Linked DNA regions of Mus musculus: region 1 is linked to region 2. Evidence: chromatin contacts called from public ChIA-PET data. All regions are on one chromosome and are shown on one strand. Each heading gives the region's core, a stretch centred on a gene start, on an enhancer-like site or on the middle of the called end of the contact. The rest is flanking DNA. Distances are from core to core; before and after follow the strand shown. Region 1 has its middle 140 kb from the start of Dmrta1. Region 2 has its middle 8.4 kb from the start of Gm34457.

Evidence for each region. ChIA-PET counts read pairs in DNA pulled down with a chosen protein or histone mark.
Region 1: an RNA polymerase II ChIA-PET map of memory CD8 T cells shows a contact between it and region 2, with 8 read pairs. The contact joins two enhancer-like sites. A contact is called at or near these places in 1 of 39 promoter capture datasets (cranial neural crest), 1 of 484 Hi-C or Micro-C datasets (CD4 T cells) and 1 of 115 datasets of contacts at active chromatin or transcription factors (memory CD8 T cells).

The regions. Positions count from the first base shown.
Region 1 is chr4:89,548,449-89,555,043 of GRCm38.p6, reverse strand. No RefSeq gene overlaps it. Among named protein-coding and RNA genes, the nearest start is that of Dmrta1, 140 kb to the left of the region's middle. Within about 2 kb of position 4,328, at least 27 of the 459 cell types and tissues checked have an H3K27ac peak or open chromatin away from gene starts, as enhancers often do. A contact at or near this core is called in memory CD8 T cells, where this site is marked.
Region 2 is chr4:88,860,102-88,866,892 of GRCm38.p6, reverse strand. No RefSeq gene overlaps it. Among named protein-coding and RNA genes, the nearest start is that of Gm34457, 8.4 kb to the left of the region's middle. Within about 2 kb of position 2,087, at least 120 of the 459 cell types and tissues checked have an H3K27ac peak or open chromatin away from gene starts, as enhancers often do. A contact at or near this core is called in memory CD8 T cells, where this site is marked.

The DNA.
Region 1 (6,595 bases), core at 3,079-5,578, 690 kb before region 2:
AAAGAGAAAAGTTGAGCCCTGAGTCTGTACGACTTCACATTTTCTCATTTTTGTAATTCACCTTCCTCACCCCAAACATGCTGAAATCCTACGTGTGCCAAGTACCTTCTCGACTAGCAATGCTTTTCTGAGATAATGAGAAACAAAACAGGCAATTCAATGATAAGAGTTTCCAACTACTGCCAGCCAGAGAAAGACCCAAGGTGTTCATTTTCTCAATTACTGTAACGCTCATTTTCTTGTTGGATGGTCAAGCGCTTCTAAGCAAACCTTGAGGCTAATTGTATATATCCTGGCATATACAGTGTGCCCGAAGCCCAGAGGATGAAGCTAGCAATTATATTTCACTGATTAATGTGCAATCGTAAATTTACAGGCTTGATGGTCCAAAGAGGCTCCCTGCTATGAGAGATAATGAATAGGAAATTGTCAGAATAATTAGCCAAGTCAGACCTTACAAATGTACCTGGAAGTTGAAAGTAACAAAAGAGAAAAAAAGGCCATAATTTATAGATTGAAAGATAAAGCTTATGAGAAGAACAGGATATTCAAGACATTCCTTCCTGCTTCTCTTGGCTTCGTTCCTTTTACCCTGGTCTGAGTCTAAAGAAAAAGATTCTGAGCCGAGCTTCTCAAGTCCCTTCAGAGAGGCAAAACTCTTCCACCAGCAGCTGTTCATCCCACTATCCTCATGGTCAGTTCTATGTGGAATTTGCCTTCTGCAGAAACGAACCACCTTCTTGTTCCACCTTCCAGGGAGAAAGGTGAGCAGCCAGTGATGGTAAAAACCAAATTGCAACACCTGACACGCTTTGTAAAATGAGACTCAAGCCAAAAGAGCCAACTTTCTTCAAAGCTTTTCTGGGGACACTGAATCCTGAAGTTGTTTTCAGGAATTAGCCTTCCCCATCCTGGCTTCTTCCTGAAGAAGAGCCCCTAGCAAGCCTTCATTCAGCACTCTGCCTGTAACATGACTGTTTCCCAGAGAATCCAGCTTGCCACGGAGTTTATCATACATCACTAAAAGACCCTTCCAAAGAAATGTGACAGCGTAACAGCCCCTTTAGTCCAATGTGCCTTATACTTTGTGTGTGCCAACTGCTCAGGCAGGAACCACAAATCCAAACTAAGATAAGTTTTGCCTTGAAAGTTTTTTTTTTGAGTGTTTGTTCTCTTGGTTGTCTGATTAGTTAATTTGGTTTGGTTGACTGGTATAAGTTAAATACATAAAGACAAAAATCCTCAAAGGTGAGTCTTCTGAATAAATACATCTTCCTTTGGATTTTCTGTAAAGTAAAATGTATGTAATTTATTTTCTTTAAATCTTCAAACTATATCAATGGCAAAACTATTAATTTTAAAAACTACTGATAGTATTGTGTTGCAACTGAACTATGTGATTATGTATACAGCTTGACTTTAGAGTCACATGGTCCCCAAAGAGGGAATGAAAGGATTTACACATTACCTTGGTTTGATGTCTCGTTTCTAATTATCAATACAATCTATTCCATTAATCTTTGATTAGAGATCAAGAGAGGCAAACTGTATGACAGTGTGTGCTACAGATGAGCCATACTCAAGTGACAGGTGATGTGGGCTAACTTACATTTAGCATACTCTAAATCTGAAAGCCCAAATGACCATAAGAGATAAATTAGGGTTTTTTTTTTCAAATATTTCAACACATGATTTTTTTTTAATCTAGCTTTTAAAAAATATGTCCCAAATTGTAAATTTTCATCTACCTTCCATCCTGCTTTGGCATTTGAGACTGCCGTCTTATGCCGCGTATCTTCTGTAAATACTTTAAGTTGCACCGCTGTTTTCATTTACTAGGATTCTGGATGCTCAGTCTCTCATCGCTCCGGACGGAGCAGCATGCTCTACTGCGAGCCCACGTGAAAACCCAGAGTTTTCTCAGGACTAGAAGTCACCAAGGACCGATGAGAACATCCAGAACGGTGTGAGACGACTCCTCAGGCGGTCCCCACTGGTTATTTGTTGTCAGTGTGCAGCATTTGACAGGAATTTCCATCCCATGATTGTTTTTTAAGGAGTATCTTCGTGTAATGGAATGATTTAAAACACATTCAAATTCTTTGGATCGTGTATAGCTTTATGCATTTTCACACCAAGAATAATTTTAAAGGGCCTAACTCTCCTTATAAATAATGGCTCAATTCAGAGTCTCTCGCTTCCCCTTCTTCAAAATGATTAAATATAAAGAAACCTCAGATGGGTTAAAGATAACTGTGTGGATCTGTGGACGCTGAGTGCAAAAGGTTCCTTTTTCACTTTGATGCTTGTGGGGAAGAAGGGCGAGTAATGAGAAACAGCAATTTCCCCACTAAGGACCCACAGATTTTGTAACAGAGACTTAGCAAGTGTGTAAGGGCTTAAGCCTTCGTTCGAGAAGAAACTCTGTACTGTGTTTAGTAAATAATTCTCTGACTGCTGGGGACATTTACTTTAAAGCTGAATTTGCTGAAAAGCCTGGGGCACAATTTTAAGACTGTCCCAAAGCACTATAATGGGGCAATTAGTGCCTAATGATATAGAAGAAGGGTACAGAAATTGGAAGAAAGGTATTGCTTGAGCTGTTAAGACCACAGAGCCATGCATTTCCCTCTGTCAGCATTACAGGGTGTGTGTGCGTGTGTGTGTGTGTGTGTGTGTGTGTGTGTGTGTGCAGCAACAAAAACATTTCCGCTAGAAACAACCCATCAATATTTAGAAATAAATGTGTAAAAAGTGGTTTAAAGTGTCTTGGGCTTTAATAGTCCTGAAACGTCCAATTGTGTGCATAATAGATTTATGTACAGTGAACTTTCTTTTACCTTTTTTTTTTCTAATTTTCCCTAGTTTTGTGCCATGCATGATTCTAAGTTTAAGCATCTTTGGGGTTCTAGTTTTAAATTCCCCCCTCCCCCAGCTTTTTGGCTTTTTTTGCTTTACACAGTTGAGATTTGTTTTGTTTTGTTTTGTTTTGTTTTGTTTTGTTTTTGTTTTTGTTTTTCGAGACAGGGTTTCTCTGTTGTAGCCCTGGCTGTCCTGGAACTCACTCTGTAGACCAGGCTGGCCTCGAACTCAGAAATCTGCCTGCCTCTGCCCCCTGAGTGCTGGGATTAAAGGCGTGCACCACCACCGCCCAGCGCTTTACACAGTTGTTAAGCTTAGAAACTTTAGGAAATGGCTTGTCTGAGATTGGTTTATGTGTTTTTTCCTTGAAACAGTTGACAAGTTTGTTAGCCACATTTCAATGGGAGTATTAGAACTGCCAGCATGGGCTCGTAAGATAAGATGAGAGTTTTCTAATTAGGAGCCTTCCTGTTTGGTTAGCAGAAGCTACTACGCACTCGGTCTCCCTCATTCTAGTCACACAGTGGAAAGGAGGACAGCTCTGACTGGTCAGTGCTCTGCTCTTGCATGGGTTTGCAATGCTGCACTTCGTGACAGCCAGGTTACAGGCCATTCTCTCTTTTATTTTTTTTAAATTAATTTGTTATTTTATTTGTTTACATTTCAAGTGTTGTCTCCCTTCCCAGGTCTCCCCTCCACAAACCCCACATTCCATCCCCTCTCCTTTGCCTCTAAGAGGGTGCTCCTCCATCCACCCACCCACTCCCACCTCACCCCTCTAGCATCCCCATACACTGGGACAACAAACCTTCACAGGACCAAGGGCCTTCTCTCTCATTGATGCCAGATAAAGCAGTCCTCTGCTACATATGCAGCTGGAGCCATGGACCCATCCATGTATACACTTGGTTGGTGTTTTACAGGCCTATGATACTCTACCTTTTCATTGGTCTCAACAGGAGTAGAACAGGTCTGGGTTTTTGTTTTTGTTTTTGTTTTTTGGGGGGGCACTTTCTGAACCAGAGTTGAACTAAAGACCTGTTTTCTTTCTGTTTTTCTAATCATAGCCTTGCGTCTACATTCCACCTTGTCAGTGTAACAAACCAATTACCAGAGAGCTGGTTGGAGGCCTTTTCTTCAATGGCTTCTCTGAGCCAAGCAGAAGGAACACACTGGCCCATATGTATCATGTGTTACTCTAGCAGAGATTCCATGCTAGGCTATAAAATAAGAACTACAGTTTGGAGTGGTTTTTGTTAGAAGGTCTGCATTCCTGGCCCAGGGGACTTGGAGGGAGAGAGACTTCTGAGGGTAAGGGATAAAAGCCTTAGAGATAGATCTGTTGAAGCACAGAGGAAACAAACTTGACACATAAGTTTAAAATGCAGGAACAAAATGCAGGAAGCAGACAACTGACTACAAGCACCCCCAGAAAGTAGATCAACAGGAAACCACATTTTCTCACTTGTTTCAAAGTCTCGCCATTCAAACGTTCCCTTTGATCCTTGTACCCAAGCCTCATCAGCATGTTTGATGATATTGTGTTGATTGTTTTTGTATCTGTCCAGATTTATTATCATAAGCAAGCAACCTACTTACTTTTTTGTGTGTGTGGTGCAGTGTCCACCTTGAACAGCAGCCACAAACCAAGAGCCAAGAAGTTCTGAAGGCCAACTGCTATGAAGTAGATTTAGCACCTCGTGTACCTGTGAAAGGCCTTGGGCTAGCATAATTATTTGGTTTCTGAGTTCTAGAGTGTTTGAATAGCAAACGGCAGAGTTCATAAGAACCCCTGTTTCTGTACACACAGTGAAGGTGAAGTCCGGACTACTAACAACGAAGTAGGCGCTGCTCTTTTTGTTGAGGCAAGAGAAACTGTCAAGACAAGAGTGTATAGTCCTGAGTAAATGTGACTCTGGGAAGGACAGATGTCACAATCCATGCTCCTGCTCAGTACCTGAGAAGGCAGAGATAGGCTCAGGCCCTAGAGGGACCACTAAATCATGTTCAGCAGGCAGTAAATGAAAAGTTGTAATGTGTTATGTTTCTCACAGAACCTAGGAAAGTGGAGACTATGATTGCCCATTAAGGGAGTTAAGACATCTTATAGAGGAGGGTCCATAAAAGGGTTTTGGTTTGTGTCTCAGTGAGCTCTCCACTGAGCATATAGTCTTTGTACTTTTTTCAATTAGTATTTGATTCACAAATTCGGCCCAAAATATACTGACTGTGAACTAATAAACTCTTGGAGTCAGAAGTCCTTTGACAGACTTTTGAGGCATTGATGAGCCCGTCCAGTTTCCAAGTTTTAGGAGTGTAATTTAGCTATGTGTTATACCCAGAATAGAGACCTGAAGGCTTAGACATAAGTAATCTAGGTTTGGAATCAGAAAAAGGGTTTGACTTATGCCATAACTCAATGTGTTTTATAGAAAATGAGTCCTGCCTATTAGAGTCTCTCAAAGACTGCCCCTGATATGACAAAATGATGTGTTTGGCAAATCCTTTTAAAGAGTGTTTTATAATCTCATTGTTAAGACTCATAAGAGGGATCCATCTGTTGGTGTGAGTTCTATCTGTATTTAAGTCACCAGAATGTAGGGAATTTTGACAGCTCCAAGTGGCCTTCTGTTACTGCCACCTTGGCACAACTTACATAGGTTCCATTCACACTGATGGTTGGGGAATAGGGATTCAGGAACAAAGAGGAAATAGGAGAGGGTCAAACAGAAGTTTTAAAACCAGCATGCAGTGTGTCTGGGTGTTTTAAAAGCAGCATCCAGTGTGTTTAGGAAGACAAATGAAGTGAGCTTGCTGGTAGTACAATGATCAGACACCTAGGACTAGGCTTGTACTGTGATGGCAGACTTAGAGTTCTAAGAAAATTTTAGAAACTGATCTCACTCCAAATGAAACCTATGAGGCTACCCCATATAACCAGATAAGGAGTGAATTTTCTAAGTAGGGAGCTGATGCTTTCTTATCAAGAGGAAAACATGAGAAAAGATTTTTGGAAAATGGTGGAAAGGTTGTGGGTGCACACGAGGGGACTCGAATCAAGTATTGAGGTCTTGAGTCTATGAGTCTTGGGAATTATGTTTATACGTCCAGGAGTCTTCTTGAACAACAAGTGCCCAACCCTTATACTCATCCCTGATCCCTGATTCTTGATGAACTTACACGGGACAAAGAAGGGTTCAGAGACACAAACGGTCTCTGAAGCATAACTGCCATGCAAGTAGCTAGAATCTGAGATGCTCTAATGATACAAGAACATCCTCAGATGAGCACAGTCTCGGGAGGCCTGGCTGAGGAGAGAAAAAAAGAAACACAAGAGAAATCTGGCCCACCCAGCAGCTGCCCCTGGATCTGGAGAAAGAGAACTAGACAGAAGACAATAGCCCTGCAGCAAACCCATCAGTCTCCAGGGTTTAGGTCCCAGCAAAGTGCTGCCTTGAAAGGATGACATTGTGACTGAAAGATCTGTTAAACATTCTGGGAACATCACCCTTTATCATGGCAGGACTTGTCTTCAAGAAGACTGGATTTCATTAGTGTTGCCTAGCCCAGATATTGTGGCCTCTGTGGCTCAAAAGAGTCCTCTAGAGGGCTGGAAGCAGAAAAAGAGAGTCCCTAGGCTGTCCCTGTGTCACAGCAGGGAAGCCTTGAAGTCCCATTAAGGTGACCTGGCCAAAAGGCATCAGGCATCTCTGAGACAAGACATGACTCTGAG
Region 2 (6,791 bases), core at 838-3,337:
GGGATTTAATACACTACCTGCATCAAGAAACTTTCTTGGAATGAGATTTTTGCTCACTGTTGTGTAACTTACAGCAGAGCCTGCTGGCTCCTGGTAAATGATCTCTGGTGTCTTCTGTCCTTAAACACATCTACTCGGGGCACGTGGCTGTACTTTAAAGGAGCCACAAGGCTGGGATTAATACTTCGCCCTCTGCCCACATTTTTAAACTGAGGTCAACTATGCTATCTCCATCCCCACTCCTAGGTCCCAGTCATCCTGAAAACCACCCACATTCTCTTTAGGTGCTTAGGGAGACTCCAGTCCAACAAGAACATCGGGTCCCCAGCAGGTCTACTCCCAAGGTGCTTATCACACCTGACAGTTCTCTCAGCTTTACAGAAGGGGACTTGTGTCTTTGTTACAAAAATGATAAAAACTCTAAGTCTTTGCCCCTAACCCTATAGTGTTTTCCTGAAAGAGCCTGGCTCTCATGGTATTACTTTCTCTTCTCCTTTGGCGGGACCCTAGCTATCAAAGATGTCAACAGCCTTCTGATGGCGAGAGCAAACATTTGCTCTGTCTGAGTAGGTAAATGAAGCACTTGTTGCAATATTTTACATTCAATCGCCAATTTTTATTTTGCCACACACAACTTTTATTGTTGAACTCTCTTAGGTAATGATTGAACAAGTTTCATTATTTTGTGAGCTAGGCGCATAGGTGACAGTGTTTCTCCTTGCAAGTCTATGTCACCAAAGTGTATTGGCATAGGGTCAGGTACAGTAGGCTTTACGTATACAAAAAGGATTTTAAAATATCTTGTCCTTGTATAACCAGTGCTTATCCTTTGTAAGCTTGGAATTAATTTGGTTGAAGAAAATTGCACGACTCTCGATAGTTTATGTTTGACTAAGATTAGGTAAGTAAAATAAACTACCGGAAACAAAAGTTCTAAGAAGGTTCAAAACATCCCTTTTTTAAAATTTAAGTTTTTATCAAGAGAATCTAGTTGCCCCCAGTTCCTGATGACTCTCTTTGGTTTGTTTGTCTCTCTGTGATTCATTGTAGCAATAAAGGACACCAGGAGAACATACATGTTCAAGAATGAAACTTGCTTTATTCATGCTTTTTATTTTAAATTTAAATAACAATAACATAATAAATTCTATGAGCTATTTTTACTTAGAGGTGCTTTGACTTGGAGTGCTGTGCTGTTCTTATATCACTTCCTGGGTCACATTGAGCTTAATGAAGGCTAAAGGCACGGAAGGAGTGAAGGCATGGAAGGAGCCACAAAGGGCTGGGCCTTTAAAAAAAATTTTTTTTTCAAGATAGAAAATTTTATTTCTCCTTTCAATGTTCATAGAAAGAAAAACTCTGTCATTTTGTGGGGAAAGAGAAACAAATAGAAGTCCAAATGTCATGAAAATGAAAAGGGGAGTCAACTTCTCCTGAGAAATGGCAGGGAGTTACCAAAACCCAGAGCTAAGGGAAAAGAGGAAGGAAGAAAAATGTTGAAATGCACCAAGGCACTAAGATGGCAACTTCCTCGAGGAACAGAGAGATTCCTCTTAGGACTCTATGAACAGCCCTCGGTCTGGAAGACCTTCTCCAGCTGATGATTTTCAGTTTGACCCAGATGTGAACAGTTGTGGGGAGAGAAGGAAAGGGTCAAACCAACCACAGGAGACTGGCACTCTGACCTCTGACCGCAGTCAGGAGAGCACTAACCCAGCAGGCAGGATAAGGCCTCCCCTGAGGACTCCACCAAAGTGCTAACGCTTTGCAAGGCTGAGAAAACACTGCCTCTCGAAGAAGCCTAGAATTTGGAGAAAGGGAATCGGCAGGCCCCACAGCAATCTGCTCTTATGCTGGAAAATAGTAATGATATCTTTTAAAAATGAGAATGGAGAAAATTATTGTAAGCTAACTATGTCCATCCAGTGCTCTAACGTAGTTTAAAATATGAATTCAGTCATCTCAGCCACACCGTCCGAGACTCTGTGGACATAAATAAAAAGGAGATCAGATACACAGTACTTTAGAGACAGTTGAGGATCGGGGTTATTAAAGGAAGTGTGAACTGAAACAGATACGGGGTTTACCGCAGAAGAGAGGATGTGGCACGGACCTGGTAGAACAGCGCAGCAGCTGAGGTGGCAAAGGGAGGAGTCTATGAAAACTCATCGTCTCTTTCACTTTGATTTTTAAGACTGCATCATGGCTGGGCATGGTGCTCAATGTGGGGCACTAAGATGAATTTTGGGGGATAAGTTTTTTAGAAGAGTTATTGATGCCATAGACATATGTACGAACAGACAAGAGCCTGCCTGGTAGGGACTCTGAGAAGAACACAAGCCCCGGCACCAAAGACAGAAAGTATGGGGGCGGGGGGAAGCACGGGAAAGAGGTGTCGTCTGAAAAATCAAGCCCAGGTGACAGTCTGTGACCTTCTTAAATGTTGTAGACCCTCTTGGTCCCTTTGTCTGTGTGGAACGGGTCTCTGGGGCAGGTGGGCAAAGCGTCGGAGGGAAATACAGACAGACCAACACGAGAGATTGTGTAGAATCTGAATGTAATCTGTCAGGTCGAGCATCAAACTTTTTATAGTACAGAAAATACAAGGGTCGGAAGTCACAGCAGGCAAGGTACATTGAAGTTACCATGTACAAAACAAAGGAATGACTTCAAAAGGATTTACAGGAACCAGGTAAGAGTTTACAGTAAAGATAAAGTAGTTCTGCCTAGGGTCAGCTTAGTGACAGGCAAGGATTTCACACTCTAGTGTTATACCTTTGAACCTTGTGAAGGCTAGCACCAGGGGTTTCTGCTCTTGGCAGGCCTCATGAATAATGTAATATCACAACCCCCCTAATTTCCTAGGCTTTGCTAAATTCTTATATGAGTGTAACTTTTAAGTATCTGGAGAATCTCCATTTGTCAGGAGAATATACCAACTTGTTTTTAATATGCAATGTAGCCTGTACTGAAGATTTTTATCTCAGTGAGATTCCCTGGCTCTTTCTGCAGACCAGCTGAGCCACTGGCTCTGTCTATTGTAATGCTTAATTAGTAACTGAATAGGTAACTTCCTTTTTGCTTTCCTGCGGGATTTTAAGCTCGGATTTCAAGCTTGCAGGCTACTGGGACCTTGGAACACTATAACAGAATTTAATCTTAAAAGGCATTTATAATAAAATATTAAAAGAGAGCTCCCATACACCAGACTAACGCAGGAATAGAGTATGAGTATATGGTTAAATGAGAACGCCAAAACTCCAGAAGGTGAGCTTCCTTGAAACTCTTTTCCTCGTTGAGTGCTTACAGACTTTTTCAGCCTGTCAAGCAGACCCGACCAGAGGGCGTGACACTTAAAACTCTGAGGAAGGGGGGCGGGGTGGGTTTCTTAGCAGAAGCCTACAGCTAGACTTCCCTGCCCCCCCCCCAACTATTCCGAGGAAGCTGGGAAGTGGGTGAGTAGCAGGCTGTGTGGCCACCAGTACATCTTTATTGTGCCTGCAAATTCATTTCCTCCAGGGGGAAATCTGGGCACATAGAAACCTGTTAGCTTAAAAATTGATACAGTACTGTCAGCAGGGTCTTATCAGGGCTTATTAGAGAGGGGAGACAGTAGGTTGGGATGTGAGGCAGGCAGTTCAGGGGATACTGAGGCTACTGGGGACTAACGAGTTTATTAGAAGATACAGACAGACAGACAGACAGACAGACAGACAGACAGACTGGCAGGCTGCAGCATGCCAGGAGCTTCGGGGAGATGTCAGGTCTGTGCTGATAAGTTTTTGTCAACTTGGCACAAGCTTAAGTCACTGGGAATGAGAGACCCTCCGTGTAGGAATTGCCCCCATCAGATTGGCCAGTGGGCATGGCTGTATGACATTTTTTTTTATGTGGGAGGGCCCAGCTCACTGTGGTGAGTGCCATTCTTGGACATTTGGTCCTAGGTAGGTACTGGGCACCTGGTCCTAGGTTGTATTTTAAAAGAAAGCTGAGCAACCCAGTAAGCAATGCTTCTCCGTGAATCTCAGTTCCGTTTCTGCCTCCAGATTCTTTCCCCAGCTTCTGCCCCGAGTTCCCTTTATGACGGAATAGCCCCCACCCCAGTTGCTTTGGCCAGTGTTTTATCACTGCAACACTAAAGCAGACTAAAGCAGAGCCTCTGCAGGAAAGACAGCACGGTGAGGTCTCTGAAGAGAAACAGGGCCCAATAGGCAAAACAAGGAGACTCTTCTTACATCTTTTTAGGACTAGGAGAGAGTTATAGCTGGTGCTGCCAACTATGCTCTGCGATTCCCACACAGGAGGCAAGGAAGGAAGTTGGGAACAGAATGTAGCGTCCCTTTGAGGTAGACTTACTCTGAAAATGAGATGTGATTTGGGCAAGTGTGCTAGTGGCTTGGGCTTTATATGTCCCAGTGATGCTGTGAGGGGAGCCCCTTCAAACTGTATCCTAATAGCATGTTCTTATACCTGGGACGCAGGGACAGATCCCATTGTGCTTCCTTCAACCTGAATATTGTCTGAAAAACAATCAATATCAAAGGTAAGGTCTATAGCAAGAATTAGTCAATAGTAAAATCAAAGTTTAATCACCTTTTAAGCTCTGGTAGTTTTAGGAAGCAAGGGCACTGATAATAATGTGCACATGTATATAGTAGTTACTTTAGACAGGAATAGAAAATAAATGCAATAACAGTAACAATTAAAAACACAAAGTAGCTGGGCAGTGGTGGTGTGCACCTTTAATCCTAACACTCTGGAGGCAGAGGCAGGCATATCTCTGAATTTGAGGCTGTTCTAGGACAGTCAGGGCTACACAGAGAAACCCTGTCTTGAAGAAACAAACAAACAAACAAAAAACCAAAAACACAAAATGCAAAAGTAATGCTACTGACTAGTATTGAGTTGACAGAAAAAAATGTGAAAGAAATGTATATAGCAGATGGAATCGGCGGGTGTGAGAAATGCATATGATACATATGTATATTACACATTCCTCATATAGAAACCTAACAAAATCCTATTGCAATCCTTACCTAGAAACTGTAGGATTAAGTAAAAGATAGAAGAGTTAAAGTTAAACCCCTAACCTTTATCTTCAGCAGACAAAGCAAGAAACTGCCCTAAGGAATGATTATCACAGCCATACGGTCAAAGGTCACACACACTACTGACTGTGTTTGCTAAGGAAGGAATGTTCTGCATTGTTATGTGCAAAAGGTTGTTTGTTTCCATTCCTACCTGAAACTGTTTCATACAAACATCTATTGGGTGTAAGAAAAGAAAGAAGAGAAGAGAGAGAAGAGAAGAGAAGAGAAGAGAAGAGAAGAGAAGAGAAGAGAAGAGAAGAGAAGAGAAGAGAAGAGAAGAGAAGAGAAGAGAAGAGAAGAGGAGAACCTTTTGTTGGGTACCAGCATAGTCTCAGGCAGTCACACCATTGCCTATAGGCTACCAAAGCTGTAAGAAATTGTTGGAGACTGCCAGAACTTTACAAAACCTGAGCTTGGTTCCACCTGGAGTTTCCTCCCTTCTCCAAGTGCCTTCTCCTTCTCAGCCCTCCTGGTTGGAACTTCCACAACAGTGGTGGTAAAAGAAAAGAGGATGGGGCAGTCTTGGCTGAAGTTTGACTGAGAAAGAAAGATTTACATACTTATGACACACCCCAGATCTGAAGAGGCTGCACTACAGAGATCCCGCAGCAAACCAGGCCAGCCTGTATTCTTCTGGGGGAAGAAAATAGAAAAGGGAAGAGCAGGGAGGGGAGGAGAGAGAAGAAAGAGGGAGTCGGTGTAGAACCTATAAGCAGGCAAGCCAGTTGGTTGGCTACCAGCTTGTTGAATGACTGCTTTTTCTTCGGAGCACAGCATGGAGCTGTCTTGGGCTTTGCTCCCGATCACCATGGCACTAGAACAGAATAATGTAACGGTAGCCAGGGGCTGTGGGAGATGGACAAAGGAGAGCTAGGAGATCCCTACATGAGAGTCCAGACTTTGTTCCCCTGCCCTCTCTCTCTCAAAGGCAAGTGATCTTGGGAGATGCTAGAGTACATGGAAAGTAGAAGTGTCACTACCATCTAGAGGCTTTGATCCAGCTCAAGGCCAGTTAAAGAATTAAAAGGCAGGACAACTTTAAAGCATAAAAGGGTAACATCAGGGGATCACATAAAGTGTGTATGTATGTGTGAAAGTTGATGTCAGATGTCTTCCTTACACACATTACTTTCCCCCCTGCCTAGTTTTTCATGTTGAGGGGCTTTCTGGTTGGCTAGTCAGGAAATTGCCAGACTCTGCAGTTACCAGGTGTTGGGACTACCATCAGGGGCCTACAGTGCTCAACTTTCCTATGAGCTGGTGTCAAACATGGCCATCCATGATTATGTGGCAAACGTAACCAGCTGAACCACCTCAGCAAGCACTAGGCTTGGTGTTTGAGTTCATCAGTCAACTCTGTGTCTTCGACACAGAGGATTTAATAAGGTTGCTATTCATAAGTAAGAATTTACTTCTCCATTTTAAATATTTTTATGGGAAATTCTTGTGTTTTTTTTTCCCCAAACATTTTGATTTAAAAACAGAAACCATCTTAGAAGGAGAAAAGAAAAGAAAAACACACACCATATTGGCAACGTTTTACTCGATGCGCTTCACACACCCTCACTCATTCACGGTTCCCAAGTCGTGAGAGTATTCAGCCACCCACACTGTTGGGCTTATTGGGGTAATTGGGATCTGTTTCACAAGGAAACCAGTGAACCTAGTGATGGCAAACCCTATTCCTGTGGCCCTTGCGAT